5 separate regions of the Mus musculus genome follow, and all the other regions are linked to region 4. Evidence: chromatin contacts called from public Hi-C and HiChIP or PLAC-seq data. All regions are on one chromosome and are shown on one strand. The core of a region is the stretch at or near the end of the contact, and the rest is flanking DNA. Distances in the headings are between cores, read along the strand shown.

What was found. Hi-C and Micro-C count contacts between places; a contact is called where the count stands out from the background. HiChIP or PLAC-seq counts read pairs in DNA pulled down with a chosen protein or histone mark.
Region 1: an H3K4me3 HiChIP or PLAC-seq map of embryonic stem cells shows a contact between it and region 4, with 4 times the contacts expected there. The contact joins the enhancer-like site here to the promoter of Lrrc3b in region 4. A contact is called at or near these places in 1 of 39 promoter capture datasets (second pharyngeal arch cranial neural crest), 1 of 115 datasets of contacts at active chromatin or transcription factors (embryonic stem cells) and 2 of 9 other capture datasets (embryonic stem cells and liver).
Region 2: a contact with region 4 is called in a Hi-C map of cerebellar granule neurons, with 3 times the contacts expected there. The contact joins the enhancer-like site here to the promoter of Lrrc3b in region 4. A contact is called at or near these places in 7 of 39 promoter capture datasets (the 3T3-L1 cell line, embryonic stem cells, hippocampal neurons and 3 more), 2 of 484 Hi-C or Micro-C datasets (cerebellar granule neurons and cerebellum), 1 of 115 datasets of contacts at active chromatin or transcription factors (stem cell-derived neural progenitor cells) and 2 of 9 other capture datasets (adipose tissue and liver).
Region 3: a contact with region 4 is called in a Hi-C map of cerebellum, with 2.3 times the contacts expected there. The contact joins the promoter of Top2b here to the promoter of Lrrc3b in region 4. A contact is called at or near these places in 8 of 39 promoter capture datasets (cranial neural crest, embryonic stem cells, frontonasal cranial neural crest and 4 more), 7 of 484 Hi-C or Micro-C datasets (cardiomyocytes, cerebellar granule neurons, cerebellum and 3 more), 7 of 115 datasets of contacts at active chromatin or transcription factors (astrocytes, embryonic forebrain, embryonic stem cells and 2 more) and 1 of 9 other capture datasets (embryonic stem cells).
Region 5: a contact with region 4 is called in an H3K4me3 HiChIP or PLAC-seq map of embryonic stem cells, with 29 read pairs. The contact joins the promoter of Ngly1 here to the promoter of Lrrc3b in region 4. A contact is called at or near these places in 7 of 39 promoter capture datasets (cranial neural crest, embryonic stem cells, hippocampal neurons and 2 more), 1 of 484 Hi-C or Micro-C datasets (embryonic stem cells), 7 of 115 datasets of contacts at active chromatin or transcription factors (cardiomyocytes, embryonic forebrain, embryonic stem cells and 2 more) and 1 of 9 other capture datasets (embryonic stem cells).

Annotation. Positions count from the first base shown.
Region 1 is chr14:16,143,438-16,149,111 of GRCm38.p6, forward strand. No RefSeq gene overlaps it. Among named protein-coding and RNA genes, the nearest start is that of Oxsm, 97 kb to the right of the region's middle. Within about 2 kb of position 3,239, at least 6 of the 459 cell types and tissues checked have an H3K27ac peak or open chromatin away from gene starts, as enhancers often do. A contact at or near this core is called in embryonic stem cells, where this site is marked.
Region 2 is chr14:16,088,723-16,094,635 of GRCm38.p6, forward strand. No RefSeq gene overlaps it. Among named protein-coding and RNA genes, the nearest start is that of 1700062C10Rik, 54 kb to the left of the region's middle. Within about 2 kb of position 4,594, at least 4 of the 459 cell types and tissues checked have an H3K27ac peak or open chromatin away from gene starts, as enhancers often do. A contact at or near this core is called in cerebellar granule neurons and cerebellum, where this site is marked.
Region 3 is chr14:16,363,100-16,368,979 of GRCm38.p6, forward strand. It overlaps Top2b (topoisomerase (DNA) II beta), which reads left to right and starts at 2,107. Exons shown (of 36, transcript NM_009409.2): 1 at 2,107-2,627. The coding sequence starts at 2,580.
Region 4 is chr14:15,435,344-15,440,991 of GRCm38.p6, forward strand. Lrrc3b (leucine rich repeat containing 3B) reads right to left here and starts at 3,644. Exons shown (of 2, transcript NM_146052.4): 1 at 3,230-3,644. B230110C06Rik (RIKEN cDNA B230110C06 gene) reads left to right here and starts at 2,280. Exons shown (of 3, transcript NR_152122.1): 1 at 2,280-2,400.
Region 5 is chr14:16,244,765-16,250,601 of GRCm38.p6, forward strand. Ngly1 (N-glycanase 1) reads left to right here and starts at 4,550. Exons shown (of 12, transcript NM_021504.3): 1 at 4,550-4,733. The coding sequence starts at 4,603. It also overlaps a transcript of Oxsm not described here.

The DNA.
Region 1 (5,674 bases), core at 1,989-4,488, 710 kb after region 4:
CCCAGAAGATGTCCCAACTGGTAATAAGAACACATGCACCATTATGTTCAAAGCAGCCTTATTTATAATAACCAGAAGCTGGAAAGAACACAGATGTCCCTCAACAGAAAAATGGATATAGAAAATGTGGTACATTTACACAATGGAGTACCACTCAGCTATTAAAAACAACTAATTTTTGAAATTCTTAGGCAAATGGATAGATCTTGAGTACATCATCCTGAGTGATGTAACCTAGTCACAAAAGAAAACACATGTATGCACTCACTGATAAGTGAATATTAGACCAGAAACTTAGAGTACCCAAGATACAATTTGTAACACACATGAAACTCAAAAAGAAGGAAGACCAAAGTGTGGATACTTTGTTCCTTCTTAGAATAGGGAACAAAATACCCATGTACAGAGTTACAAAGACAAAGTTCAGGACTGAGATGGAAGGAAGGACCATTCAGAGACTGCCCTACCAGGGGATCCATCCCATAAACAATCACCAAACCCAGACACTATTGCATATTCCAGCAAGATTTTCTGACTTTGGACCCTGATATTGCTATCTTTTGTGAGGCTATGCCAGTGCCTGGCAAACACAGGAGAGAATGTTCACACTCATCTATTAGATGGATCACAGGGCCCCCAATGGAGGAGCTAGAGAAAGTACCCAATGAGCTTAAGGGGTCTGTAACCCTATAGTAGGAACAATAATATGAACTAACCAGTACCCCCAGAGCTCATGTCTCTAGCTCCATATGTAGCAGAAGATGGCCTAGTAGTCCATCATTGAGAGAGGCCCTTGGCCTTGCAAAGATCATATGCCCCAGTACAGGGGAATGTCAGGGCCAGGAAGCAGGAGTGGGTGGGTTGGGGAGCAACATGGCGGGAGTGTATAGGGGACTTTCAGGGTAGCTTATGAAATGTAAATTGTAACCTCCCCCAGCCTGAAGCTGGCTGAGCCAGACCTCAACTTTGCTGCCTAGATGGAGCCTCCCTAGATCACTCTATTGTTCAGCCAAAAGTTGCTGTTCCCCTTCAAGATACAGCTACCTACTGGGAGGCCGCTGAGCTATTCCTGAGACCACACCCTATCCTGCACTCGGTCACCAGCAGGTGGGCTCCAAGGATGAATTGGTGGGAATGGGCCTCCCCCGCTCCTTTATAAGTGCATTCTCCATTAAACATTTGAGCCTTGAACAGACAAGCTTGTCTTGGTTTCCATTATTTTTCGACCCACCTAGGTTCCCTCTTCTCTTTTAGCTCTGATTGCCACCCAGGCTCGAACCTGGACATGAGAGCCAAAGGCTGGCCCCAAAATTTGGCGTACCAACGTGGGGCCTGGGAATGGCAGAAGACTCTGGAAGAAACACTGCTGGTATGGAGCTCCACAGATAGGAAAGAATTAGAAATTTTGTACCAGGGCACGGTGAAAAGTTTGCTAGGGGTGCGGTACAGTCTACGCTGGAAGAGCGCTGACCCGTGCGCTTGATTCACTTAGGTTCAGCAGTGATATCAGGATCTAGGAACACAGCAGCCAGTTGGCTGCAGCTTTCAGCTGATTTTTAGGCGAGAGAAAAATAAGGGTGTAAATCAATGGAACAGGCAGATGGCTGCAGTTGGGAACTGCATCAGGTGGGACGAAAGTAGATTTTGAAACTCTCCCAGAGACAGAGAGAAAATCAGAGAATACCCTCTTGTGTGTGTGCCGGCCAATGTCTTTGTTCTGAGTGTCTGTCTTAAGTTTTCTGAAACGAACATGTGCTCTTTGTGTTGGTTTGTTGTCTGTGTTTCGTCCCTTGTCTCTGAAGCGTGGTGCAGTCTGAGTTTGGATCCGCCTGAGTTTGGTTTCTCTGGTGTTTGTAGATGATGGGGTTTCCTGAAAAGCGGCTTGATATTTGCAGCTGTCCTTTCGGGCCTTGGTAAGGACCAGAGGACTGTGGTCAGGAGATGTGCTAGGAAGACTGCTGCTGCCCCCGGGACGCCCTATGAAGTGGGGAGAGCCAGGGATGCCTGGTAGTCTCCAGAGATCGGTTGGTCAGAGAGACAGAGTTCTGAAGTGGAAGCTTACTCTTCCAAAATCATCTAATTCTTTTGCCTGCTTGTGGAGAACAATAAAGGGTCACATGTGTCTGGATCTGTTGGTCTCTGTTTTGTTTATTTTTGTGTATGTGTTTAGAGCTATGTGAAAATCTAGAGAAACGAAGGTAATTCTCATAGGTGCCTTATACCCTGACAAGAGATGGTTTACACATGAGAGAACGAGCTTAAGAAAAGCAGTACTCTCCGACTATCTGGGGATAATTTGGTGAAAGAGAAAAAGAAAAAATAAATAAGCAGTATCAATTGGCCTTTGGAGCCCTGTACCAGTAATTAGAAGTCTAGTGTAGCTGGAGAAGCCCCTGCTAGGAACTGATGGCTGTTTTCCCTACAAAAATCTCTGAGCTTATGCATATTGTGTTTAGCTGTTCACAAGGTGCTTTTTATTTTATAATTATCGCTAGAAAAATTAAAATTCTCTGATTGGTCTACGTGTAGCCGCTTCATTTGGTTTTTTACTGGTAATGTGCTCTGCGTGTCTTCACAAGAGTATCAGCTCATAGTTATTGGTTAGGATTAAATAATTGTAACATTGGTAACAGAATTAGCCTTAAATTGGCAACTCAGGTTTGGAGTCTTTCAAACACGTGGCATAAGCAGGCGAAAAAACTAGGCCTCTTAGGAATTCTTCTAGTTGAGATAATATCTAATGTGATTCTTATCCTAGAAAGTAGAATTAAAGACAAGATTTAAAACAATGTCTCTTTAATGGAGCATTAAAATTTATGCTGTCATACTTTCATAGGTATAAATTGGCAGCCAAATTATGTAACGTGACAATAAAGTTACTAATATTGGTTTTAAAGTGATATATTGCTTTGAAATTGGGTATTGCTTTCCCAAGGCTGTAAATATTATTCTAATGTTGCATAAGAAACTTAAAAATCATGGTTAAAAAATTGCCAGTGTTCCAGTTACTGCAGCTGTCAGTTTGATCACAAATTTAAGATTTTATACTTACCCATGTATTGTTAATTAAGATTATTTCAAGAGTAATCTGTTTATGAGAGCACTACAAAATTAGACAGAGTTATCTAGATATGTTTGTTTTTTGAATTAGACCCTCAGACAGTAGATTTTGGCTATAATTGGACCAAGCAGGATTAGCTCAGGGCTAGTCCGCAGTGTTTACCTGAGGCAGTATCCAGTCTCACCCAAACACAATGGCTGAGCGAATAGGTGGGTTTACCATGAGAAAAGTCAGGGAATCCCACTGAGATAGGTTTCTTCACTAGGCCCAAAGAAATCAGGCAGAACTATAAAGCATAAATAAATTTTATGCCTCAGTCCAGCTTTTTTTATATATTAATAACAGGGAGGCAATTGTAACCTCCCCCAGCCTGAAGCTGGCTGAGCCAGACCTCAACTTTGCCACCTAGATGGAGCCTCCCTAGATCACTCTATTGTTCAGCCACTCTATTGTTCTTGTTCGCTGTTCCTCTTCAAGATACTGCTACCTGCTGGGAGGCCGCTGAGCTATTCCTGACACCACACCCTATCCTGCACATGGTCACTTGCAGGTTGGCTCCAAGGATGAATTGGTGAGAATGGGCCTCCCCCCTCCTTTATAAGTGCATTCGCCATTAAACATTTGAGCCTTGAACGGAAAAGCTTGTCTTGGTTTCCATTATTTCTCAACCTGCCTAGGTTCCCTCTTCTCTTTCAATTCTGGATGCCTCCCAGGCTCAAACTTGGACATGAGAGCCACAGGCTGGCGCCAACAGTAAATGAAGAAAATATCTAATAAAAAATTATTTAATTAAAAAAAAAACATGCCGGGTGTGGTGGCACACGCCTTTAATCCCAGCACTTGGGAGGCAAAGGCAGGCGGATTTCTGAGTTCGAGGCCAGCCTGGTCTACAAAGTGATTTCCAGGACAGCCAGGGCTACACAGAGAGACCCTTTACGGGAGGGGGGGGGCGACCTCGTTCCTCTCCTCTCTCCTTCTGACACTGTCTTGCTATGTAGCAAATGGATATTTTCCTACCTGATTTTTAGTGCTTGAATTATGGGCCTTTAATTAAAGCCCCACATCCCATCTAGCCTTTTAGTAAGATTATTACTTGGGCACTGTGATGTATGGCTTTTACTTACTTGTTATTTACCTAAGTACTAACTCTGATTAACTAGCTTGTTTGGGTTTATGAAGCAACTCATTAAATGACCATTTATGACTTTACAACTTTCTCTTAACATATAAACTGCAAACAATATTTGAAAAAAAAATGCAAGTTCAAGAATATCAAAGACCTCAACATAAAACCAAATACACTAGAAAGTGGGATAGCCTTGAACTCATTGTCACAGGAAAAGACTTTCTGAACAGAAGAACACCATTAGCACGGACACTAAGGTCAATTAATAATAAATGGGATCTCATAAAACTGAAAGCTTCTGTAATGCAAAGGGTGCCATCATTCAGACAAATTGTCAGCCTACAAACCAGGGCAAAATTTTTACCAACTCCACATCCAATAAAGAACTAATATTCTAAGTATCTATAGAACTCAATAAACCATATATATTAAAAAAAAAACAAATAATCCAATTTAAGAAATGGAATACAGATCTATGTAGAGAATCTTCAATAGCAAAAACTCAAATTCTCAAGAAACACCTAAAGAAATGTTGAACAACCTTAGCTATCAGGGAAATGCAAATTCAAACTTCCTTGAGGTTTTATCTTATATTTGACAATATCGCTGAGATCAACAAATCAAATGACAGTTAACTATTAGGAATACAGCAGCAATAAACATATTTGAGAAGTGTCTCTGTAGGAAGATGGAGCATCCTTTGGGCATACATCAAAGAGTGGTAGAGCTGGATCTTGAGATAGATTAATTCCCATCTTTCTGTGTAGTTAAACAGATTTCCATAGTGGCTTATGGGAACTAAAAAGGGGGCAGGGGAAGAGTGGGGAGGGAGGATAGCCCACACCCAGCCAGAGTTCCTCCTATGCTCTGGGCAGCGGATGCAGGAGGGCTGCCAGATGCTTTCCACTTGGCCCCGGGTGGGCATCGAAGCCACTGACCCTACTTGATGGGGGGGTGGACAAAGGGCAGCCCCAGAACTGGGGATCTCAAGGTGACACCCTGTAGCCCCAGAGTTATGGGAGCGTGTGAGGAGCGGGTGTGGCAGCAGTCCCAAAGGCGCCAGGGACTGCAGGTAAGTCGTATGACTTGCACCTGATTTCCTCATATAAGCCACAAACATCTTGAGAGGTGCGCAGGTGTACCAGGATACCGGTGAATCCATTTTGATGGAGATATGCCCCTGCTGCCCTGATTAGCTGAAGCTGTGTACCTGGTGAGCCACAGAATATAGGTATAGAGTCAAGGACTAAAGGAAACAGATATATCTCATTAGAAAAGAGAAATAGAATAGATAAATATGGATAGGAGTACAGAAATGAGAGAATCTAGTGGGGAGGAGAAGTGAGGGGGGGAATACAGGGAGAGACAGCTAAAATTATGGGCCATTTGAGGTTTGTGTGACTTACAAAGACTGAGGTATCATGCACACCGGCCTGCAGAGGTCTACACCAGGTTCTCTACATCTGTATTACAGCTCCTAGTGTTTT
Region 2 (5,913 bases), core at 3,344-5,843, 650 kb after region 4:
ATAGTCAGAAGCTGGAAAAGAACCCAGATGTCCCTCAACAGAGGAATGGATACAGAAAAGGTGGTACATTTACACAATGGAGTATTACTCAGCAATTAAAAACAATGAATTCATGAAATTCTTAGCCAAATGGATGGATGTGAAGGATATCATCTTGAGTGAGGTAATCACAAAAGAACACACATGATATGTACTCACTGATAAGTGGATATGTATTCACTGATAAGTGGATATTAGCCCAGAAACTTAGAATATCCAAGGTACAATTTGCAAAACACATGAAACTCAAGAAGAAGGGAGAACAAAGTGTGGATACTTCATTTTTTCTTAGAATGTGGATCATAATACCCATTGAAGGAGTTACAGAGACAAAGTGTGGAGCTGAGACAGAAGGAAGGACCATCCAGAGTCTGCCCCACCCTGGGATCCTTCCCATATAGAGCCACCAAAACCAGACACTATTGCATATGCCAGCAAGATTTTGCTGACAGGATCCTGATATAGCTATCTCTTGTGAGGTTATGCCAGTGCCTGGCAAATATAGATGTGGATGCTCACAGTCATCTATTGGATGGAAAACAGGGCCCCTAATGAATGAGCTAGAGAATGTACCCAAGGAGTTAAATGGGTCTCCAATCCTATAGGAGGAACAACAATATGAACTAGGCAGTAGCCCCCAGATCTGTGTCTCTTGTTGCATATGTAGCAGAAGATGGCTTAGTCAGCCATCAGTGTGAGGAGAAACCCTTGGCCTTGTGAATATCATATTATATAGGGGAATGCTAGGGCCAGGAAGCAGGAGTGGGTGGGTTGGGGAGCAGGGTGGGGGGAGGGTATAGGGGGCTTTACTGATACCATTTGAAATGTAAATTAAGAAAATATCTAATAAAAAAAGTTAAAAGAAAAAAAGAGATATGAACAAAAATGCTTCCATCTACACTATTCAAATTGGGCCAAGAAGTAAAGAATGGCACTCCTAAACAATGAGACTGTTCCAAAATAGAGAGCTACAGAGAAATGAGAATGTATTAGCCATGATAGCAAGTGATATAGATGGAGTCCCAAACCACTGTTGGCAGTTAAAACATCAGGCACAGAAGAAGACATGAGGCTTGGCTCTACACTCCTGGTGATGACTTAATGACCACCATAGGATTATATATTTGAATGTTTGGTCTGCTATTGGTGGCACTGTTTGGAAGGTTTAGATGCCTTGTTAGAGGAGGTATGACCTTGTTGTAGGACATATGTTATTACATGTATACTTTAAAGTTTCAAAACCCCCATGCCATTCCCAGTTAGTTTCCCTCTCCCTCTCCCTCTCCCTCTCCCTCTCCCTCTCCCTCTCCCTCTCCCTCTCCCTCTCCCTCTCCCTCTCCCTCTCCCTCTCCCTCTCCCTCTCCCTCTCCCTCTCCCTCTCCCTCTCCCTCTCCCTCTCCCTCTCCCTCTCTCTCTCCCTCTCCCTCTCTCCTTCCCTTCCTCCCTCCTCCTCTCCCAGTCTGTCTTTCTTTTTCTGTGTGTTCTTTCTGTTTGATTTATGTCATGATCCCTGCTGTGATGTTCAAAGTCTCATCTTCTGAAACTGTATGCAAACCCTGAAATTAAATGCTGATTAGTTTCCTTCCTCAATGTGTTTGTTCACATCAATAGAAAAGTAACTAATACAGAAACTGGAAGCCATTGTGATTCAAACAAGCACACTCCACACTCAAAGACAGGCTGAACTGTGGTACAAACACGTATCCAGCCTTGAAACCTGGGATCAGAAAAGATATAAGCATATATGTGAGTAGAAAAAATGGAGAAGAGTTTATTAAAACTGTCTTCAAATAAAGAGAAATTTTGGCCAGGGCTGTACACACTAAATAGAGCAAGTTTAGTTACCAGGAGACTTACAAATGAACAGAGACAAAACAGTAAAAAATGGAGGAGAGGAGGAGGGAGGCAGTAGGAATCAAGGTAATAGAAAGAGAACAGGAGTGAAGAGAAGAGAGGAAATGGGGGGAGGAAGTAAGCACTGGAGAAAGGAGGAAGGAAGGGCACAGGAAAGGGAGGCAAGTGCCCCAAGACTGGAATTCCCTAGAGGGAGAAGATCCACTAAACAGGGAGGAGGAGAAACTTATCATCGGCAGCCTTATGCTGGCTAGTTTATGTAACCTGCACATAACTCTTGATTAACACTTGAAGGAACTAAAGGGATAGGTGTTCTGCCTCTCTCATATCCAGGATATTTTAATAAGAAAAAATATAGCTATAAAATAAGCACTTCCTAGATTCAGATGTGAACTCTTTCATCTAGAAAGACCAAAGATGAAAAGGCACATGACAGCCTTCAGTCCACTGAAATCTGGAGATCCTGCAGGGAAGACAATGTAACCGAGACCCTGCACTGTAGACATGCCCTGCATTTGTCTCTGGGATTCTGCAGCTTCAAGACTTGACCTGTCCTCATTCTCTACAGATCATGGCTCTACCCTCTGCAAAAACTAAATTTTCCATACATATCTTTGTCACATCTGAACAGGGATTAAAACATATTCTTTCTGTGGAGTGATGGTCTTTTGCCAATCCAAAAGATTTACGCTGCTAAAAGAGTCTATCTTTGCAGCATGATTTAGTCTCCATTGACTAATACAAAAGCTTCCAATAACAGACTCAAACAGCACAAAGATGTATTTTGTCTCCAGAGTACAGACCAAAATCAGACTGTTTAGAGATGATTGTGCCTGTATAGCCAATGTGAACAAGAAGCAGCACTTCTTGGTTCTGTGGTTCAGTTCCTACCTCCTCACACCTGACTTGGGTTCCTGCTGTGACTCCCTCAGTGAGAGTGACCTGAGAACTGTAAGAAGAATATACTTATTCCTCCCCAAGTTATTTATGGTCATGATGCTTAATCATAGTCATAGAAACCGTAACTAAGATAGGAGTCCACCCTGGGTTCCAGAAACAGTCTGGACATGAAGAAAGTCCTGACTAACCCTCACAGCCAATACAAAGGAATAAAGAATTCAACCCAAGGAGACTTAGAACTTGAATACAGTTGCCACACTTAGTTTAGCTGAACTTTTATTACAGAAGTTGTAGAACTGGACTCACCCTTAAGTTTAGTCCCAGTTGAATAACAGGCCCTCCCCTCAGAAACCCTAATCACTGGCATAGGTCATTCCTAAGAAGCAAGAAACCATGGCAGTTCCTTTCAGGTGAGGGTGATTCCTGCCCAGAGGCTGAACCATGAGCCAGCATCACGGAAAGCTCTCAGGATCAGGGAGGATTTGAACAGCACTCAGCACCATCCTCAGAGTAGACAGACACAGACTCAGATAATTTACGGCCTTTGAGGAAAATCCTGGAGATGCAGTTCTGTTCTAGAGTTCTTGCCTGCCATCCACAAGGCTGTGGACTCATTCTCAGATGGGAAAAAAAGGCCTGATTTTGGTTCTGAATACCCATATAAGGCATCTCACAACCACCTATAATTCTAGTTCCAAGAGATCTCACATCTTCTGGATTAACATACACACACACACACACACACACACACACACACACACACACACAGCACACAGCACACGGCACACACACAAATCAAATAATAAAGATGAAATATTTAAAGGGAAAGGATGCCACCTTAGATTCAGGTGTGCATTTGTTATTGCTACTTTAGTAATTACACTAAGTTGTTGACTTGTAGACTGATGCTGTATGATGAACATTTCTTCAACAAAGATATCATGAATGGTTAGCATAAAATCCCTATCCATTCCTCTGTTTCAAATTCAGCCAGCTGGTATGTTCAGCCTCTGCCCAGGTTAACCTGCTACAACCCTATAGCCCATAGCTATCCCTTTGGAGCATTTGCTAGTGCCTGGAGGCAGCTGTGGAAGAGTAGAGGTTACTCTCATGGTAGATAGAACTCAGAGATGCCATTTACATCCTAACATACTGTCACATACCACCATAAAGAGCCAGCTACTCACAAGTCATCAGTTTCTCTGCCAATAAGGCCTGTATTATAGCTTGCCCTATACGTCTAAGAAACGGACATCCCAAATTATGACACAAAAAGATTTGAAAAGGGTCATTCTTGCCACTAAAAGAGAGGAGTAAATGTTTTTTGGCAGAGAGCTCAGGAAAATGAAAGGACAGGTTGGCACCTGCCTCTGTTCCTCCAGCCCCCTCATCCTCCCACTCTCCTCCCATATGTTCCCATAGGTTCTATGAGTCCTGTGCGAGAGAAGATCACAGAAACCAGATGGTCATGCTGTCTGTCCACTCCTTTCTGGACTTGTTGACGCCACACAAATAATCCTCATTACCATGACTATTTCCAGGCTGGGCACAGTTATCACCCAGTAGGGCAAAGAATCCTTACTGGGGGAAAAAAGAAAAACAAGCATTTGAAAAAAATCCCTAGTCTCTACGTCCTTACCAGTGAGTGCTTGGATTTCATGTCAGGGAACCTGGGCTTGGCCTGTGGGGAAGCAGAAGCAAATCTCATCGTCAGAATAAGTAGGTCAGTTTACAGCTTCTTCTTGGAAAGCTTTCTGCTTCTCTTCTCTCCCTGCTGAGCCTTCAGCCTATCTGTGCCAACAATTTGAGTCTCAAATAACTGGCTCTCTCAGCCTCCACCTCAGAGTCCTAAGGCCCCTAAGATTGGACATGCTGCCTCTCACCTTGTGTGCAGCAATATGGTCCTTCTTCTTTGTTTGGGTCATTCCCACAGTGTTCTGCCCTAGACCACCTGGTAGAGTGTGAAATTCTAGCTATGCATGCTGACACTTTGGGCTTCATCCACCAGCTCCACCAGAAAATGCTTTGGAGTCTAGCTGAGCTGGAATTCTATTGGATTCTATGCTGAGCATCACATAGTGACTAAAAGCATTTTTTTCAGCCTCTGCTAGTAGAAAGGACATGAGTCTTGAGGTTTCAAAAACATTAAAAAAAATTTAGTCCAAAGTATCATCTGTGAGAGAAAGAGGAGGAGGATGACTGGAGGAGGAGGAGGAGGAGGAGGAAGAGGGGGAGGAGGAGGAAGGGGAAGGGGAAGGGGAAGGGGAAGAAGAAGAAGAAGAAGAAGAAGAAGAAGAAGAAGAAGAAGAAGAAGAAGAAGAAGAAGAAGAAGAAGAAGAAGAAGAAGAAGAAGAAGAGAAGAATATATCAAGAGTCATTTCAACCATTCCTCCAGAACATGGTGCCCAGACTTCAAGTACAAATACAGTATAAATTAATAGACAACTGTAGAAGTTCTCAGAGCACCTCTGATGTGGAAGTTTCTGGTTATGTCATGTTATACAGAATCATTTGGTGTTTCTCTGATGCAGACTAGCCTGATGTTTTGCTGAGGCAAGACCTGTGGGAGAACACATGATGTTTAGACAGAGTATAAATAGGACTCAATGGACAGTGATGGTGCGCTTGCATATCTAGTCTTGCAATACTTCATTGGTCTTACAACTTCATTGATCTTCACTTCACTGGAAGAGGCATGACAGAGAACTTCTCCTTGTGTCCTAGCTGATTCTAGTCACTCCTGCTGACTTGTGCTGATTCAGTTGAGGCCTGGCTCTTTCTGCTAGATCATGCCACTGCTGCTGATCCATGTTTGGTATCCTGATACTACTAAACTGGACTGCTACTATCCTGACAATGGAGATTGGAATTGCCCCAAAGAAATACTTCTAAACAGGTCTACATTCCATTGTTCTATTTACCATCTTTTCTCCCCTAGCTTTGAACTGTGGCCTAGAAGTGGGGAAATGAAGCATTTGAGAACCCTTATTAAAAGTAGGCTTTGAAACTTCCAATCCCACACACCTCTACCATTAAACACCAGCTCAAACAAAAGACAAAGCTTATTCTTATTCTTACATACTTTAAGGCACAGCAGAATGTGGGAGCTTAATAAACTTT
Region 3 (5,880 bases), core at 857-3,356, 930 kb after region 4:
AAAAGTCTTTCAGCAGTTGGGATTTACCTAATTGTCACAAATGTCTGCTTTAAAATATTCATTTGCTCATTTAATTTTGTGTACTGAATTAAAAAAAAAAACTATGTATACAATTGTTTTGCCTGTGTGTATATCTGTGCACCATTTGTGTGCCTTGTGCTCAAGAAGGCCAGAGAGGCCATTGGATCCTTTGGACTAGAGTTACAAAAAAGTCTTGAGCTATTACGTGGGTATTGGGAACTGAACCAGGGTCCTCTGGAGGAGGAACAAGTTCTTTTAACCTCTGAGCCATCTCTCCAGCCCCTAGGTTAGTAACAATAATTAGAAAAGTTTATTTACACTTATAAAGCCAATGACTTTTAAACAGTGCATCAGAGGGAGATGAATTTTACTAATTAACTATTTGGATTTTGGGTTCAAAATTTGAAGCTTAAGAGTTTTTAAAATGATGTTTTAAAAAGAAGACAAGAGCTGAATATGGTGGTTATTCGTGGAATCCCAGCGATTGGGAGCCTGAGATAAAGGATCAAGGGTTCAAGGTCAGCCTAAGCTACAGCAAGACCTCTCAAAATCAGAGAAAGGGACAGCTTGGCTTTTATATAAGCATACATACATTTATCTGTAAAATTCCCAACCTTTAAAATCATCTGTTTTCTAACATGAAGTATTTGGGTACTTAGGGATGTAAAGTCACAATACATAAATGAGTATAAGTCCCCAGGTAAGAAGGCCCGATGATGGACTTGGGAAAGCTGGTAACATGACTGTGGTGCTTTAGAGTCAGGGGCGCAGCCCAGCTTAGATCCTGCCTAGCGCTTTATAAGCTTTAACACTAGATTCAAAGTAAAGAAAGGTTTTGGTGTTCTTAGTCAGAATCCCCAAATAAACTGAAATTCCACGGTCTCCAGAGAGCTAATTAAGAACTACATTGAAATGATTTCCGTGTTTCAGAGCTCCCCACTTGGATTCAGAATGCAGCAGCGATTGAGAGGTGTGACCCCAAAGTTTCCCTTAAGGGAAGCACTCAGCTGCCGGAGAGACTCAAGGAAATACTTTCACAGAAAGTTGTTAGCTCTAGCTGGGTAAAGTTCTTCGGTGTGGTGTCCTCCTGTTAGTCACTCTTGGAAGATTGACGTCGGAGGAGGCTGTTGTCCCTTTAAACCCATTGCCACGCCTGACAGAGCATGGCTGGGAGTATGCCCAAAGAGAACTTGTTGAATGCAATTCCATTTACAGGCTGGGTGAAGTCAAGAGCTCTTCCATCTGCCAAAAGCTTTGGCGTTGCAAATTTTATTCTTAGAAAGCTTCCACACGAAAAAAGTCTATTTCATGATGTGTACCTGAAAGCTGAGAAGTGACAGGGACCTGTCTGCATTGTTGGGAGGAAAGGTCTGTAGCCAGAAAAGGGAGTCCTGACCCGTTCGCATTCCTTCCCGGGAACGTTCTCTGGGCACTCTTAGCACCCCAAGTTCCCTAACTGGTGGCACTGAAGACCGCTTGCCCTGTTTAGGGGCAAGGCAGAGAGACGGTCGGTCGGGGGTCGGGCGGATGCAGCAGCAACCTGGGGCCTGAGCGCGGGGTCCGGCTGCTCTAGGCGGCGCACGGTCCCGTCTGCAGTTCGCTAGCTCCCTCCGGGGCCCAGTCCCTGGGGGCGGCTAGGGCTTCCTGCCTCCCTGCCCCCAACCCTCCCCCCCCCCCCCCCCGCTCCCGCTCCCCCCGCGGCCTCGCGGCAAGTCTGCAGGACACAGTCCGGAGGTTTCCACAGCCCTTGTCCCAGGACTCCCGGCTCCTTTGGATGCCCCGGAATGACTCTTGACAGCCGCCTGCTCTCCCTTCTGACGGAAACCCCATTCACTCGCCTCGCTCTCCCTTACACTCTCTCTCAGACACAAACAAAAAACCCAAGTCTGCCTCTCAGTTGCTACCCGCAATGACGTTTTCCCCTCGGGTCCCGCCCCCCTAGGGGCCTGAAATTTTGGGATTGGTCGAAGTACTGTAGTGACAAGGCTGTGATTGGACGATCCATGGTTGACTGACAGCCGGTGACCACCGCACCCTCCCCCTCCCGGAGCGCGCCTGTGTGTGCCGTGTTATGCCGGACTAAAGGGAGGCCACCACGGCGGCTCTGTTTATTGTCCCTCTTGGACTGTGCTCCGGAGGACCGGTTCAGACGCCGCTTGGGCGGTTTTGAGGCAGTGGCGGCCTTTGAGGCTGCGGCGACCGCGGCGAGGACTCTGCGGCTTCGGTGGCTTGAGGAGAAGCAGCGGCTCATTCCTGTCAGGGCTCTGGCTCGCGAGTCCTAGCCGGCCCGCTTCAACCTCGTCCCTCATCCGCGATCCCAATCGCCCGCGTGGGTCCCGGAAGGCCGCGCCGCATCGCCAGCCCTTCCTAGTCCTCGACCACTCTGTAGGCCCGGGCGCCGCGCTCGAGTTTGAGGGCGGCGGGCAGCGCGGCCTCCTCAGCGGCTCGGGCCCGCGATGGGGCGCGGCTAGGAGTGCTGCGCGCAGCGGTCAGTGCGAGCGGCGGGCCCGGCGTCCCCGGAGCGCGAGCAGCCCCTGGCCTGCACGGGAGGCGCTGCCATGGCCAAGTCCAGCCTCGCGGGCTCTGACGGGGCGCTGACCTGGGTGGTGAGTGCGGCGCGGGCGGGCGCATTGTTCGTGGGCCGCGGGCGACGCGGGCGGGGTGAGAGCGTGGTGCGGCGGGCGCCCTGTCAGGCTGCAGTCGGGGCCTAGCCCCGTGTGCCCTTTCTCTCTGCTTTCGCCTCCACCAAGGCTCAGGCTGCTGAACAATGCTCACCGGAAACTTCAGGGTGCACACCGAGAGTGGGGGGACCGCGATAATGCGAGCCTCCGGGCCAACCCTCCATAAGTGCAGCACCAGAAAATAGTGCCCGGTATGCTACGGCTTCCGGCGGCCTGTCCCAGAGGAATGTGCACTTGAATGGTCACTGCGGGTTGCGCCTCCCCAGAAAAGGCTCATTCCGCAGAGAGGGTATTTGGGACGACTTTGACAGCAGGCTAGAGACCGCCCGCGGGATTAAAAGAAGAGTTTACTTACGTCAGCCTCCCGTGTACACCGTGTGGGGGCCCAGGGGTGTCCCTCGGAGGTGAGGGGGTGCTTAAGCCTGAACTTGGAGGATTGCAGAGCTCAGTTCCTGGAGGGAGGTGGACTTAGCAAGTGCAGCGGGAGCAGTTGGAACGCGGCTCCCAGGACAGATCGATAACTCCAGCATTTCACTTACTCAGCACTGAGTTCAGACCAGGGTCATTTCCCAAACAAAACACCGGACTTAGTAGATGAGGCCAGCAGCTTGGACAGAAAATTTACACATTTCAGGGACTTTAACACATCCCTTCCAGAGGATCCTAGTTCCCCGCCTTTTGAACACACTAAGGAACTTTGGTATTGGTTGGCATTTTTGTTCCTTGTTTTCTTTGTTTGGTTGAGGTTTCGATGAGGCTGGGGTAGCAGTCGTTTCTATCGACAAGTGTTGTTTATAAAAAGGATGTTTCTATGAAGAGCAGAAAAACAGTTTCAGCATTTGCAGGGCCTCGAGAAGATACTTTACAGTGTAACTTGCCAGGTACTTATCTTCAAATCTCCAGACATACGTACTTCTAGACAGTATAGAAGGCGAGCGTGGAGAAGAAAAGTTAGATAGTAAGGTAGTGGATAAGTGTCCATGAAAAGAATGATTGAAATTACTGTCCCTTATCGGATACTAAAACTAAACATCTGAACATGTGTGATCATATGCCAGTGTCACTGGTAATTGTGAAGCACTGACATCTGAGAAGTTTGTCTGTAACTTGGTTCCACAATGGCAAATATTTCTTTTTAAGATTTATTTATGTATATGAGTGCTTTTGTCTACATGTACTTCACACACCAGAAGACAGCATCAGAAAATTGTGACCGTCCATATGGGTGCTGGGAATTGAACTCAGGACCTTTAGAAGTGCAGTGAGTGCTCTTAACCACTGAACTATCTCTCTAGTTCCCCCTCCCCTCTTTTGGCAAATATTTTTACGTTGTTATTTTATGTGTATGGGTGTTTTGCCTGCTTGTGCAACACTTAAGTGTCTGGTGCCTAGGCAAGGAAGACCAGAAGAGGGCATCTATATTGTGGAACTGCAGCCACCCAGATCCTCTGGAACCCAGTTCCTCTGGAAGAGCAGCTAGTGCATCTCTCAAATTCTGTCACCATAGCAAACATTTTGTGACACAGTTGGATTGTTTTTAATTCATGGTAGCAATATTTTAATTTGCTGTTATTAACTTTATAAACAATTTAATGGGCACCTTTCCTTTTAAGATCAATGGGGAAACTTTAATTTACATACAAAATTGAGCAAAATTTGTAGAGTTTCATTCAAAATTAGAAAAAATCTATTTGAAACTAAAATAGTCACATTGACTAAATCTACTATAAACTAGATTATGGGAATTACAGTAAAATAGAATTTGATCTTAAATAATATTTCTTGTTGAATTAGGTTATTGAAAAGACAATCACATTAGAAGTCCTCTTTCAGGTTTGTGCTTGCTTTATGTTTCTAGAGCGAGCATCTTTATGTCTGTAATAAAGCTTACAGGTTGCTTTAAATTCTTGTGCATTTGTGTATGAGAGGAGAGAGTGTATATATGCACATTTTCCTACCTAGATGGGTTTTGAACTTATGATCCTCCTTCCTTAGCTTCATGAGTGCTAAGATTACACATGTGAGCCATCACACAGGGCCTGGCTGGTTTTCTTTACTGGAAGATGTTACAGTGAGTTGATGTGGGCTTTGACATAGGCTCATATTCTGTCTGCAATACATATTGCAGGTGAGACTTTTTTTCAGAGAGCTTAAATCTTTTTTTTTATTTTTTTATTTTTTTTTGATTTTACATAAGATTATTTAGCTAGGTGAAAAGTTAGATTTTCATTGTGGGAGTTTGGGGGCTTACTGCGACAGTGAAGCTAGTCTCATGTTGCCATCTGTTTGTGAATAGTAATACAAAACTGGAGTTAATCCACCTACCTTATGTTAGCCAAGGAGTTGCTGTACTACCTTCAGTCTGTGTGTTGATACTCTCTTGTGATGAAAGATTACCTTTTAGTGTCAGACACAATGCAATAGAGGGGTTCTTAACACTACTTTTTGCTTATAATGATTAATTTGATTTGATTTTGGTTTTTAGTATCCTAACTGAAATTAGAAAAATGTAGTGTAACTATTTAAAATTAAATACACACTAAATTTAAAGCAGTCAAGTTTCTTGAATTTTTAGCTTGTAAGACTTGGTTAGTAGAAGATACTAATTTTTTAATCAGGTTGTAGCAAATTTTTGAGAAAACACTAGGCTATAAATTAATGACATATTTTTTCAAATGAATACTCTGGATTGTAGATTAATATAGTGGGAGAACATGGTATGGGTTAGAGGAAGAAAAAGAAAGGGAGGAAACAATGTAATTCTATTTTAACTAAAAATAAAATAAGCTATATAAAGTGACAAAATATTTAAAAACATGATAGCCAGAATTGTATACTTTTTTATCTATTATCAGGCTTCAGTAAAATTCATCTCAGGGTTACCTACCTTTACTTTACAATGTTTTTATGTGAAAGTTTTTGTCTTTAAACGATATAGTCACAACATTATAGTTTCTTTAAAAAATATATAATAGTATATCACATATTTATATTTTTGCCATGAATTTTTTAAAAAAGATTTATTTGTTGTATGTGAGTACACTGCCACTGCCTTCAGACACACCAGAAGAGGGCATCCATTACAGATGGCATCCATTACAGATGGTTGTGAGCCACTATGTGGTTGCTGGGAATTGAGCTCAGGATGTCTGGAAGAGCAGTCAGTGCCCTTACCTGC
Region 4 (5,648 bases), core at 2,394-4,893:
TACTTAATCAGGTAATGCTGATTAAAGGGATTTTTATGGAAAAGTAAGAAAAACTACCTTTTTTTAAAAATAAGGAAGTTATTTTCCTTCAGTATTTTTAAGATGCTGAATAACATCAGAAGTAGGCATGTATTTATGTATAAGCAAAGTTCACTGGACCCAGGTATCAAAGACAATGGTTCCCACATTACTAATCTACTACATCACTGAGGGGCCTTACTCCATGCCAGTGGGCCTCCTCAGGAGAGGCGGCAGGCTCTGGCTTCCCAGTTAGTGCTATGTCCTCATCCACCCTCCAGAAGGACATTCTACTGCTACTCCAAATGCCTTTTGAGCACAAAGCAGATCACACACAGGTCTCCATCTCTGTCTCTTCCTGAATTAAAAAACAATCTGCTAACAGGTTGAAAGGAAACGCTCAACAACAACAGCTGGCTTCTTAGACTGGGTTCCAGTGCACTCCAAGAGACTCTGACTCTGGAGACACGCAGCATTGGCCCCCATACCCTAGATTCTACTGGCATGTGTCCCTGGGCTTAGACTAAAGCAGAAGGGGCCTCATCCACTCACCTCTCCCCCGTGGACAGCCTTTACTACAAAATCTGCTTATGAGTTTGAGGCACACAGCTTGCCCACTATAGGAACCAGCCCTTCTATGTACTGGCTTTCTCCATGATTTTGTTCCCACTTATACAAACCTATAAGACCACTTTCATGGCTATTGTGTCAATTAAAGGTAACACAAGCACATACAATACCCATAATAGCATCTGGCCCTGCATGCAGAACCAACCCAAGCAATGTTAGAAGGCACTGCTATCACTCATGTCTCCCCCACAAGGTTCAACTACTGGCCCAAGCCACTCAGAGAGGTTTTGACTCATTCTCTCAAATTCCCACGAGATTCTACCCTATTTCCTCAAAAAGCAGGAGAGCACAAATCCAGGTTAGAAACTCCCAGAAACCTGTCAGAGTGGGGTCCTACCTCAGATATCCGGGAATATTAGAAGAAGCTGCGTGCTGTGCTGTCACTTGCGAGGAGGTCTGGCTGGTGAAGGCATGGTCACTTTTTGTGCCCCAGAAATGCATCAGAAGCTTGTGTGGAGGGTATCCCCATTCTTGGTTGTACAGCTTTCTGTTTTGAAGCAAGGAGCTAGCTGCCCCAGGTATGCCTGGGTGTGGGAGTGACCGTGATAGAATTCCTCCAAGGGCCTTGGTAGTACACCTCTCTTCTAGAAGGCTCTGACTAAGCCTAACCAAATGATTCCAATTCTGCTTTTCCCCAGTTAGAGCAGAATAGGGGAGACAATCACAGGGCAACCTAGGAAAGATTATTCTATAAAAAGCCAGAATATGAGAAGTTTATGCAAGGAGAACCTGAGAACTGTCCATAGCCTGCACCAGCGCAGCCGCCAAACGCTTCTCCACTAGGCTAGGTAGGGACTAGACGTGCAGGGCCCTCAATCACAAGTGTCCCTGGATATGGGGTGAAGAGAACTATGTGCCTCCTCTCCCATACATGGTGATGTGTTCCCCACCAGGAGAGAGAGAGAGAGAGAGAGAGAGAGAGAGAGAGAGAGAGAGAGAGAGAGAACCCTTTCTTTACAATATGCACACTAGGCCTCTTCCCAAAAGTGGTCTTGAAGACCAGATGGCTTGGGTGCAAAGGTGGATCTCTGCATCTGCCAAACCATCAGAAACGACCAGGACGATATATCTGGGGAGTTGGTAAGTTAATATAGACCCACCTCTGATTCCAGATACCAGGCCGAGAAGCTAGGTCTTCCCTCACTGGAGGAGCTGTGCACACCCCCTTCTGTTTCTCCACACATCCTCCAGCTTTAAGCTAAAGATCTTTCCTAACCCAGCTAAGGGCTCCCCCCACTCCCTTCTCTCCTCAGCCTAGGTGCAAACCTTGAAGCCTCAAGGGGAAGCTGTCTCCCAGATCAGCCTCTGCCCTGGATTCTTCTCTGGATTGTTGGGACCCCAGCCTATCTGCTGACACCTGGGGACTCGCCTTAGTTTCTCACACATATACCCCTGGGGATCAGGCCAAAAGTCCCCTTCCCATTCCAGAATATACACATCCTTAACGCCCTAGTGCTGTCAGAGAAGGTGGGCGTAGATTTACAACCCGGTGGTGGAGATGAAGGGGTGTAGGAGCAAGCGGGTGCCGGAGAGGAGAGGGGCTGTGATCCTCTTAGAGCCAGGGACAGCGTCCTCGGTCCATTATCTGAACATTCAGTCACCGCCCAAGATGCCAACGCAATCAGAACAGAGCCGAGAGGTTTGTTTGTTCCTGGCGAGGGAGCTCTTTCTAACCTAGGCAGAAGCAGCCAGCCTTCTGAAATACCCCGGGGCAGGAATCCCAGGGCTGCTTCCCACCTCCGGACTTCTCAGGTACCTAGCCCCTCTCCCTGGCCCCTCACCTGGGCCAGCGCCCCCACCCCCAAACAGACTTCAATCTCTTTTCCAAATCCTCTTCAGTGGCCACGCTGAGGTGCCCCATCGCCTACATTAGCAGAGCCTTTCCGTCCCCCCTCACCCATTGGCAGATCTCATCCTCTGCTGCCTCCGGCAACCTCAAGAGGGATTTTTCCTCCCCAAATCACTTACTTCACCCATCCAGATCAGCACTTGTATTTCCCGTAGCACATAACCATAACCGAAAGCCACTCCGAGGATTTTTATTATCGATTTGGGGGTGGCAGGATCGAGCGATCTGACCCTCACCGCTCTTGAAGACATTAACAGTGGCATTAAGTTCCACCTCCCCTGGTTAGCCCTACCCCTTCCCATCTGCGACAGGCAAGAGAAGCACTACTAGATCCTAAGCCCTTGCCTCTGAATCCGGAGCTGTAGGAAGCAAAAAGTCGAACTGCAAGAACACAGTGAGAGAAATGGGCAGATGCCTTAAGGCTAGGGTAGCTGGGGGAAGGGCGCACGCGAGAACTGAACAGATACCGCACCAGGTGAGAACCAGGAAGGGAGGGTCACAAAAGTTTGCAGACTGCTGCAAGGCACCTGGTTGCACAAGAGCGAAAAGGGTCGACTTCCCTTCTCCAGGCAGGGTCTCTCCAAAGATCTGTGTCAAAAAGACCTGGAGGTTTGGCTCCACACGGCTCAGAACTGCGGTGACCATTCTCTGCTTCCCAGAGAGATGGCCTAAGCACCCTGACTGGGAGCTGAGCCCGCGCTCTGCATAAAGCAACAGGCGGCTGCACCTTACCTTGCGCCAGTCCTGGGTTGGGATGGCTGCTCCATCCTCGTGGCGCAGGGAGGAGGCGTTTGATGCATAAGCCTAGGGGTGTGCGTGCTGCTAGCTCCAGCCGACTGCAAACTGGACTACCCTCCCTGACCCGGCCCGCCGGCCGGGCTCCGCTCCGGAGCGACCGCCGCGGCGGCGTGAATGCGCTGTGGCCGGGGCGCAGGACGCAGGCGGTGCGTGGCGCGGCTGGCGTCTTTGCGCGCTGCCACCGAGTGAGGGTGCGGCCCTGGGCTGCCGTGTGGGGCACGACTTGGCTTTTACTGCTGCGGCGGCCGCTGCAGACCCTGTGCGGGGCGCCGGAACCTCACTGGAGGAGGAGACAAAGATGCGAGGGAGGCAGAAAGCTACTCGCCAACGTGCAGGCGGCTCAGTCACTAGAGGGGACTCGCCTCCAAACCTGGACTGGGAATGGAGGAGGGGCGAGGCTTCAGGGACGAGCTAGAGCGAGTGAACGTGACTGGTGGAGCTGGCTATCACCTAACTGGCACTGCTCTTCTGCCTCCTAGCTGGAGATCCTGAATAAGGAGGGGAGGAGTTTCATTCAGCCTTTGCTGGAGAAGCAGAGCTGAGCTAGGAACATTAGTTAGCCTCCTCCTCCTCTCTTGCTTCCTCTTGCCCAGTTCCAGGACATGTTGCTATGGCCCCATTCTTTCTTCCATTTCCTGACTACTGAGACCAGAGGGAACTGTTTAGCCTAGGTCCATTGCTGTCAACGGGGAGGAAAAGCAAACATTTTTAATTAACTAAAAATGACTTACTGGGTGCACAGGGCAAGAGTCAGGCACACTGCAGCTAGCAGCTAGAACAAACCCATTCCAGATGGGGACTCACCAGAAAGTCTTTATCATTTGGTGACCTCTATCAAGCATATTAAAGCTTGCAGCATTTCCCCATTTGCAACGATGCTGTTTTATGCAGGTTTAGAAGTATGCTGGGTCTGGCCACATTGCAAAACTGTAAACCACTGAGTCCCCCCAGCAGCTGTGATTTGTCTAGCAGCTCCACATTATACACCTTTATATTCTATGACTTGTATTTCTAACATTTCACAATATGATTTTATTAGTCTGGATTTGAATTGTCATCACTTTTCAACACTTTTAAACTGAGAAATCAGGACCTAGAAATAAATATATATGAATAGCAGGTATGTAATTTGGTCTAATTACTCAAAGGAAAACTTGGCATTCCCATTGAAAGTATAAAATTTGTCTGTAATACTGTGCCAGTGATTCTACTTCTCACAAGTCAGGAAATAACTGAGAACATCCACAAAATTTATCTGAAGAGATGCTCACTAGACTGCTGTATAAGCAATGGAAGGTTGTATAAGCAATGGAAGGTTGGAAGAGAGTACAAGATGAATAGTGAAACATTTCATAGGAATATACAATAAAATATCACATATTGAACTGTTATAGATGACCTCCGCCGTGGGTAATCGGTGTAAGTTTATCTAAAGAGTTCCAGAGCTCAAGATGAAACCCGACATAATCTCACAGAGCTGGCTTGCATCCAAGTCTTTCCAACTGTTGATTATGCTATCCTACATTTGAATCTTTGGTTGATGCTGTGTTTTAAATGAAATAGCACTTGTGGAGCACTCACCTCTTAGTAATGTCCATAAGGCATAAATTTGGTTCAACTTAAGACAAATGTCTGACTATGGCTCAGATAAACTATACAGTAGCTTTCTGGTTTGGTTGGTTCGTCAAGTTGTCAACTTGACTTGCTGAATGTTGGTATCACCCATGCTATAAAAAGGATAAATGACAGGCCCTAGAGTTTGTCACCTCTGTTATAAACTTAGATTTGTTTTGTAGCAACCAGAAATCAAGTCCGGCTCAGCAAAGGATGTTCTTTAATATGAGAAGCTGATTGGTTGTTTCCTCTGCTTCTGCTGATGTCCAATTAAAAGAATGAAACCGGAGAAAGATAGCTTCTTGGAAGCCCTACTTATAATCTAATTAGTGAACCAGAGAGAGAACTTAGCATCTCTGACCTTCATGCTAACCTTCAGGGCCTTTCTGCTTCAGAGGTAAATGGCATTTACTGATGTTTTCTGTTTAACTTCCTTTAGAAATGGAGTGAATTGTTTCACATTCAGTATGTCATAGAATCCTTTGCATATAGAAGAAATTCCTTCAGTTATGCCCTGCATTCTCAATTGAAACATCTCTACAATAGTTCGATGCCTTCCTCTCAAGTGGGGCTGCATTTCTCAAATTCAGATTGGTGCCTGAAGCCCTGTTATCTATAGAATGTTTTAAAATTAAGATATGAAGATGTTGATCTCACAAAACCTTTGCTCAAGGCATTCCAGGTAATAGCAAGCCATTGCAAAGCAACCTAAAGCTGGAATTTTGGCAAGGAGGCCCCT
Region 5 (5,837 bases), core at 3,300-5,799, 810 kb after region 4:
TGTTTACATCTTCCCAGGGAAAGAATTGTTCTCAAAACAATGCACCCACATAAAACGTGATATAACAAGACCATAATGTATATTTATATTTCTCTCTGTGATCATTTTACTTCCATCTGGAAAGGGTTAAGAAGTTTTTAAAATCATAATAACAGCTATATGTGAATTATTACCGTATTGTTTGCTAAAATATCATGGTGTATTCATGAATACAAATCTTCAACTTGGTTTTGCTTATCATTGCCTCCTCTTATTATTTCTCTGGTTCAAAGCTTTATTTCCAAATACAGTTCTCAATTAAATAAACTTTCTATCCAAACAATTAAACTTCTGTTTGTAATATTATTTTAGCACAAAGGAGACCAAGGTCAGTGCTATCTCATTAAGTCATGAAATGCTTCAAAGAAGTGGACCTAGACTTCAATCTGTAAACTGGGTGAATACATGTGTAGTAACTGAGGGGAAGGCAAGCATTTCAACAGACAGTAGTACAATACGGACAAAACACCAGGACTTTGGGGCCAGTGCCAAATTTGAGAAGCTGGACTTAGTAGATAAAGTTATCTTCCACTAAGCTTTATAGCTTGATAACCTGAATTCCATCTCTCTCTCTCTCTCTCTCTCTCTCTCTCTCTCTCTTTCTCTCTCTCTCTCTCTGTGTGTGTGTGTGTGTGTGTGTGTGTGTGTGTGTGTATTTTGGTTTGGGTTTTTTTTTTTTGTCATTGTTGTTATTGTTGTTGTTCTTTGCTCTGGTTTTTTCTTTTTCCAAGACAGGTTTTACTGTGTAGCCCTGGCTGTCCTGGAACTCACTCTGTAGACCAGGCTGGCCTCAGTGTCACAGAGATCCATCTGCCCCTGCCTCCAAGGGTCGGGATTAAAGGTGTGCATCATCACGGCTCAGCCATTGAGGCTTGCAACCATTTCCAGAACTCTTAACAGTGGAAGGAAAAAAACCAACTCCCAGAAATTGTCCTTTGATCTCCAAATGCCATGGCAAGGGCATGTGTATGCACTTGCTACACACACACACACACACACACACACACACACAAATAAAAATGAGGTGTGGGAGAAATGGCTCAGAGGCAAAGGGATATTTCCAGAAGGTTATGGCGACAGCATATCAGCAGACAGCAAGCATGGTGGCTATAGGAAGAAATGGAAAGTTCACATCCTTTACCACAAGCATGAAGCCAAGAGAGCAAACAAAGGTGTTTTCTCTACTACTTTCAGTGACATACTTCTTCCAGCAAGATGTGCCACCTAACTATTCCCAAACTGAACTACTGACTGGAAACCATGAGTTCAAATACTAGAGCCTGTAGGAAATATTTCCATTCAAACCACCACACTCTACTCCCCGGTCTTCATAGATGCCCTGGAGTCTTTCACAGTCTTAATACTGTTTAAAAGCCCAAAGTCTCTTCTAAGATGCAAAGCATCACAGAATTCAACCTTCAGTAAAATAAAAAGGCAAATCACATATTTCCAATATATGGCACAGATTGCCATCCCAAAAGGTCCAAGTGGGGAATAAGAACATAATGGACCAAACTATGACTAGAATCCAGCAGGACAAAACACCAAATCCTGTAGCTTCGTGTCTTCTGTTAAGGGCTCCACACCTCCAGCTTTCCTGCCAGTAGCCTGCATCTCTCTCTTAGGCTGGTCCTTCTCTATTGACCTCCTTGGCAGCTTTCTCATAGCGTTGATATCTCCAACATCTTGTGGTCTCCACTGGAACCCAAGCTTCCCTTTCACAGCTCTACAAAATGGCCTATCATGACTCTTATTCTCTCAGTATCTTCATGCAGAGAATTCCATACCACATGTTGCCTGGCCTCAGAGGCTCTCAGAAGCCACAGAGGTAGGATCTGTGACACTTCATTCTTGTATCCTTCAAGTCTAAACCTGGCACTGTGGCTGCCAGCCAGGGATGGGGTCACTTGAATCACATTAGCAGCAATACTTTTTCATTCAGTAACTTTCTGGGATCAGAAAAGACTTTAGGCTATTGTACAAGCTGGAAGTTTTGCTGAGTGAGGTCTTGGCTAGAGAGTACCCTTTACCTTTGTTCCAGTACAAGGCAAACTTCTCAACTATGTGAAACATCTTCTCTCTAGCACATGCCTTGGCTGTAGTGTTAAGCTCCCTAGATCTCCTTTTCTCTACAAACAGTACAATTTATCTTGTTTTCTAGCCCAAGTCTTCCCAAAGCCTTCTATAAATATTCCCCTAGCCCCACAAAATAAAACCACATGGTCAAGTTCATCCCAGCAATATCCCACTCTCTTAGTACTCGTTTCTGTCAGTCAGGAGTTTGCATGTTGGTACTCCTTTTCCCTGAACTGGGAGTAATCCAGGGAAATGAGCCCCTACCAATCCCAGTTGTAGATATGATAGCTGCCCAACATAAGAGGGCAGTTCAGGTCATGCCACTCTTGGTCGCTTTAGAAATAGCAGCTGGTACTAGAATTGCAGGAATAACGACTTCCATAACACAATATGATAAATTTACTTCCAAGCTCAGCACAAGTTTTCAAAAAATATCTGAAACCATGCTTACCCTAGTTTTCTATTGCTGTGATAAAACACCACAACCAAGGCAACTTATAAAACCATTTACTTTGGCTTATGGGTACAAAGGTTAGAGTGCGTGATGGCAGAACTGCATGGCAGCAGGCATGGCAGCCAGAGAAGGAAATTGAATACTCACATCCTTTACCACAAGCACAAGCAGAGGGAGTAACCTGGACATAGGGCAGGAGCATGTACTCTCAAAACCTAACTGCCTCCCATAATGCACTTTTCCTAACAAGGCTGCAGCAGCTGGCCTGCCTGTATCCTTTATATACTGGGATTACAAGGATCAGTCAACACTCACAGCAAATAGCTGGGAATACAGCATTTGAAGTTGGGCCACAAACATAATTATTACTTTGTTATGGACCAGAAAAAAAAATGCTAGTAGTTAGCCACTGAAAAATTTAAACAACAGCTAATAACATACTTTGTTGAACATAATATTCTCTTTCTAAGACTTATTCTTTCAAAGTCTCATAGATATACAATGTTCTTTGGCCACAGTCCATCCATTATCTCTCTTCCATCACCTTTGCCCTCCCCTTTAACCCCCCTTTCCCTCATCTGCCTCCTTCTTTCATGTCTTTGGTGGTGGTGGTAGTAGTGATATATGTATGTATGTATGTATGTATGTATGTATGTATGTATGTATGTATGTATATTTGATTCTCCTGCCTCTACCTTCCAAGTTTTGGGATTTGCCAACATGCCTAGCTGAAAACAATATTCTTGAAGTTGGTCTACAAACCTAAGTGCTAAAAATGTAGGTATATTTTACAGATGAATATTCAGAAGTTCTTGAAAATTCTCCGAAGAAATTGCCCAGAAACATTAAAAAACAACAGATAATAAAGTGTCAAACGAGGTCACATAAGTAAATATCTTTAAAACACAAAGCCAACAAGTACCTGCTACGTGCTAGTGATTCATATATGTAATTCCAGCTATTCAAGGTGAGTGGAGCATGGAAAACTCCTGACTACAAATCAAGGTCAAGTGCACTCTTAGTGGCATTTCAACATTAAAAAGTAATAAAAAAAAGCCAGGTAGTGGTAGACAAGCCTTTAATTCCAGTACTCAGGAGGCAGTGATCAGGTGGATCTGAGTTCAAGCTGATCTATAGCTGGAGTTCCACTTTACCCAGAACTATGCAGAGAAACCCTCTTCTGAAGAAGAAAAAGAAGTAATGAGGACTGAGTATGAAGCTCAGTGCTGGAGCCAATTTCCAGGGTTGATGTCAGTGACAAGGGCATCAGCTAAGGAGGTTAGTGATTCCCTTTCTAAGATAAATTAAGGATACTGGTAAGGGATATGCCAGTATGAGTCAAAGGATACAATGTGTATATAAACTTTATTTACTTGTTTGTTCCTCATTTTATTCTATTATTGTATATGGGTTTTATGCGAGTATCCATAGGACACTCCCAAAATGCTCCTTGCATCAGAATCATACCTTGTGAGCAACAACTGAGTTTTCATCAACAGAATTCGGAAAATACACAAATCAGAAACCCAGAAGAGTTCTGAGCTATGCTCTGTTTTTGAAGCCGGACACTAGTAACCAAAGGGCAAGACTGCAGTAAATTCCCGTGTGAGCCCAGCCTAGGCCACAGACCATGATCACTTTCCCTTCCCCATAACCGCCCCCACCCCACCCCACCCCCCAAAAAAAAGACATAACAAAAACTTGCTCGGTCTTCTGGAGTCTTTTCTTCCACAAAAGACTTTTATCTACCGTAAAAAGAAGGCTGTGCAATTATCTCTGGGACCCTACCCGACACAAGCAGCCACCACAGCTCGAGATCTACTCCACTGGCTCGGCCCCTTGTACCCCGTACCCCAACGTTCGCAACCGGCCTCTCCGCGGCTCGCCCCGCCCCTAGCCCCTCCCGGAACGCCCCGCCCCTCGGCTCCTCGCCCCGCCCTCTGGCCGCAGGCCTCTGCGGCGGCCTAGGCGCTCCTCAGCGCCTGCTCAGTGCGGGCCGCGGTGCGCGAGGTGGCGAAGGCCGCGGCGCAGCCATGGCGTCGGCCACACTGGGCAGCTCGTCGAGCTCTGCGTCCCCGGCCGTGGCCGAGCTATGCCAGAACACCCCGGAGACCTTTCTGGAGGCCTCCAAGCTGCTGCTCACCTACGCCGACAACATCCTGAGGTGCAGCCGGGGCCCTCGAGCCTGAGGGCCGCAGGCGGGCGGGGCCGCGGACACTCGGGCCTGAGGCGGGGCGGGCTGGGCGACGAGGGCCCGCCGAGGCTGTCACTGAGTTTGACAGCTGTGCTGTCCCATCTCGCTGCAGGATCCCGGCGCTGTGGCTCAGCCCGAGTGCCAGTTAAACGTTCACGCCGAGTTTGGCGGTTGACACATTTATAGTTTAAGTTACGAACTTTGTGTCAAGTCACCTTTGTACTGAGTGCAGCACTTTCCACAACTGGCTGGGAGTTTGAGTCAGCACCTCCCATGGCCGCTCCGGTCAAAGAGTGTGGGGAAGGGATGCGGAGGGGCAGACAGTGGAGGTCACTTCAGTTGAGCCCCTGGGCGCTGGCTCTTACAAACACACCGACCCGAAGTCTGTAGGAATTCTTAGTTTAAAGGCTGTACAGTTCATGCGGACCAGCTTTAGAGAGTTAGTTGTTAGAGACATTGAGGTGTTGTCCTGTACCCCAAACTGGCATGGAACTTGATCTGTACCCCAGAACTCATGCCAGTCACGACCTACCAAAAGCTGAGATTACAGGTGTGTGCCACCACAACCATAATTCTTCATTTAGGTGACATTAGTGATATTTAAAATATATTTGAAAAGGGAATATAATGTGATTCTATGCCAGATGTTATGCAGCATTTGGGCTTGCACATAATTGTGACTTGTGTGAAGATGGCCTTCCTCCTTTATGACACCTCAGCTTAACCCTGAGATCTCACAGCACCTCAGAGTACAAGGTGTCTGAAAGAACTCATAAGCTTGATTCTCCAGAGCCCACAGCTGGCGTTTCATACTGAATTGTTTAAGTCTTCAACCTCCCACCCCCATACATAAGAGAAGGATGGATTTGTAAAGACATTTCGATTCTGTTAGTACAATGAAACCAAAGATGCTAAGATCAGAGTACTTTGAAAGATAGCTTTGCATGCAGACAGTTATTTCGGATCATGACCATCATTATGAATATTTACTAAATTTCTTAAAGAAACTGGTTCATTTTACAGCCTTTACTGTGGCTTACATTTCTGATCTTGGAGTTTTTGTTTTATAAAGGA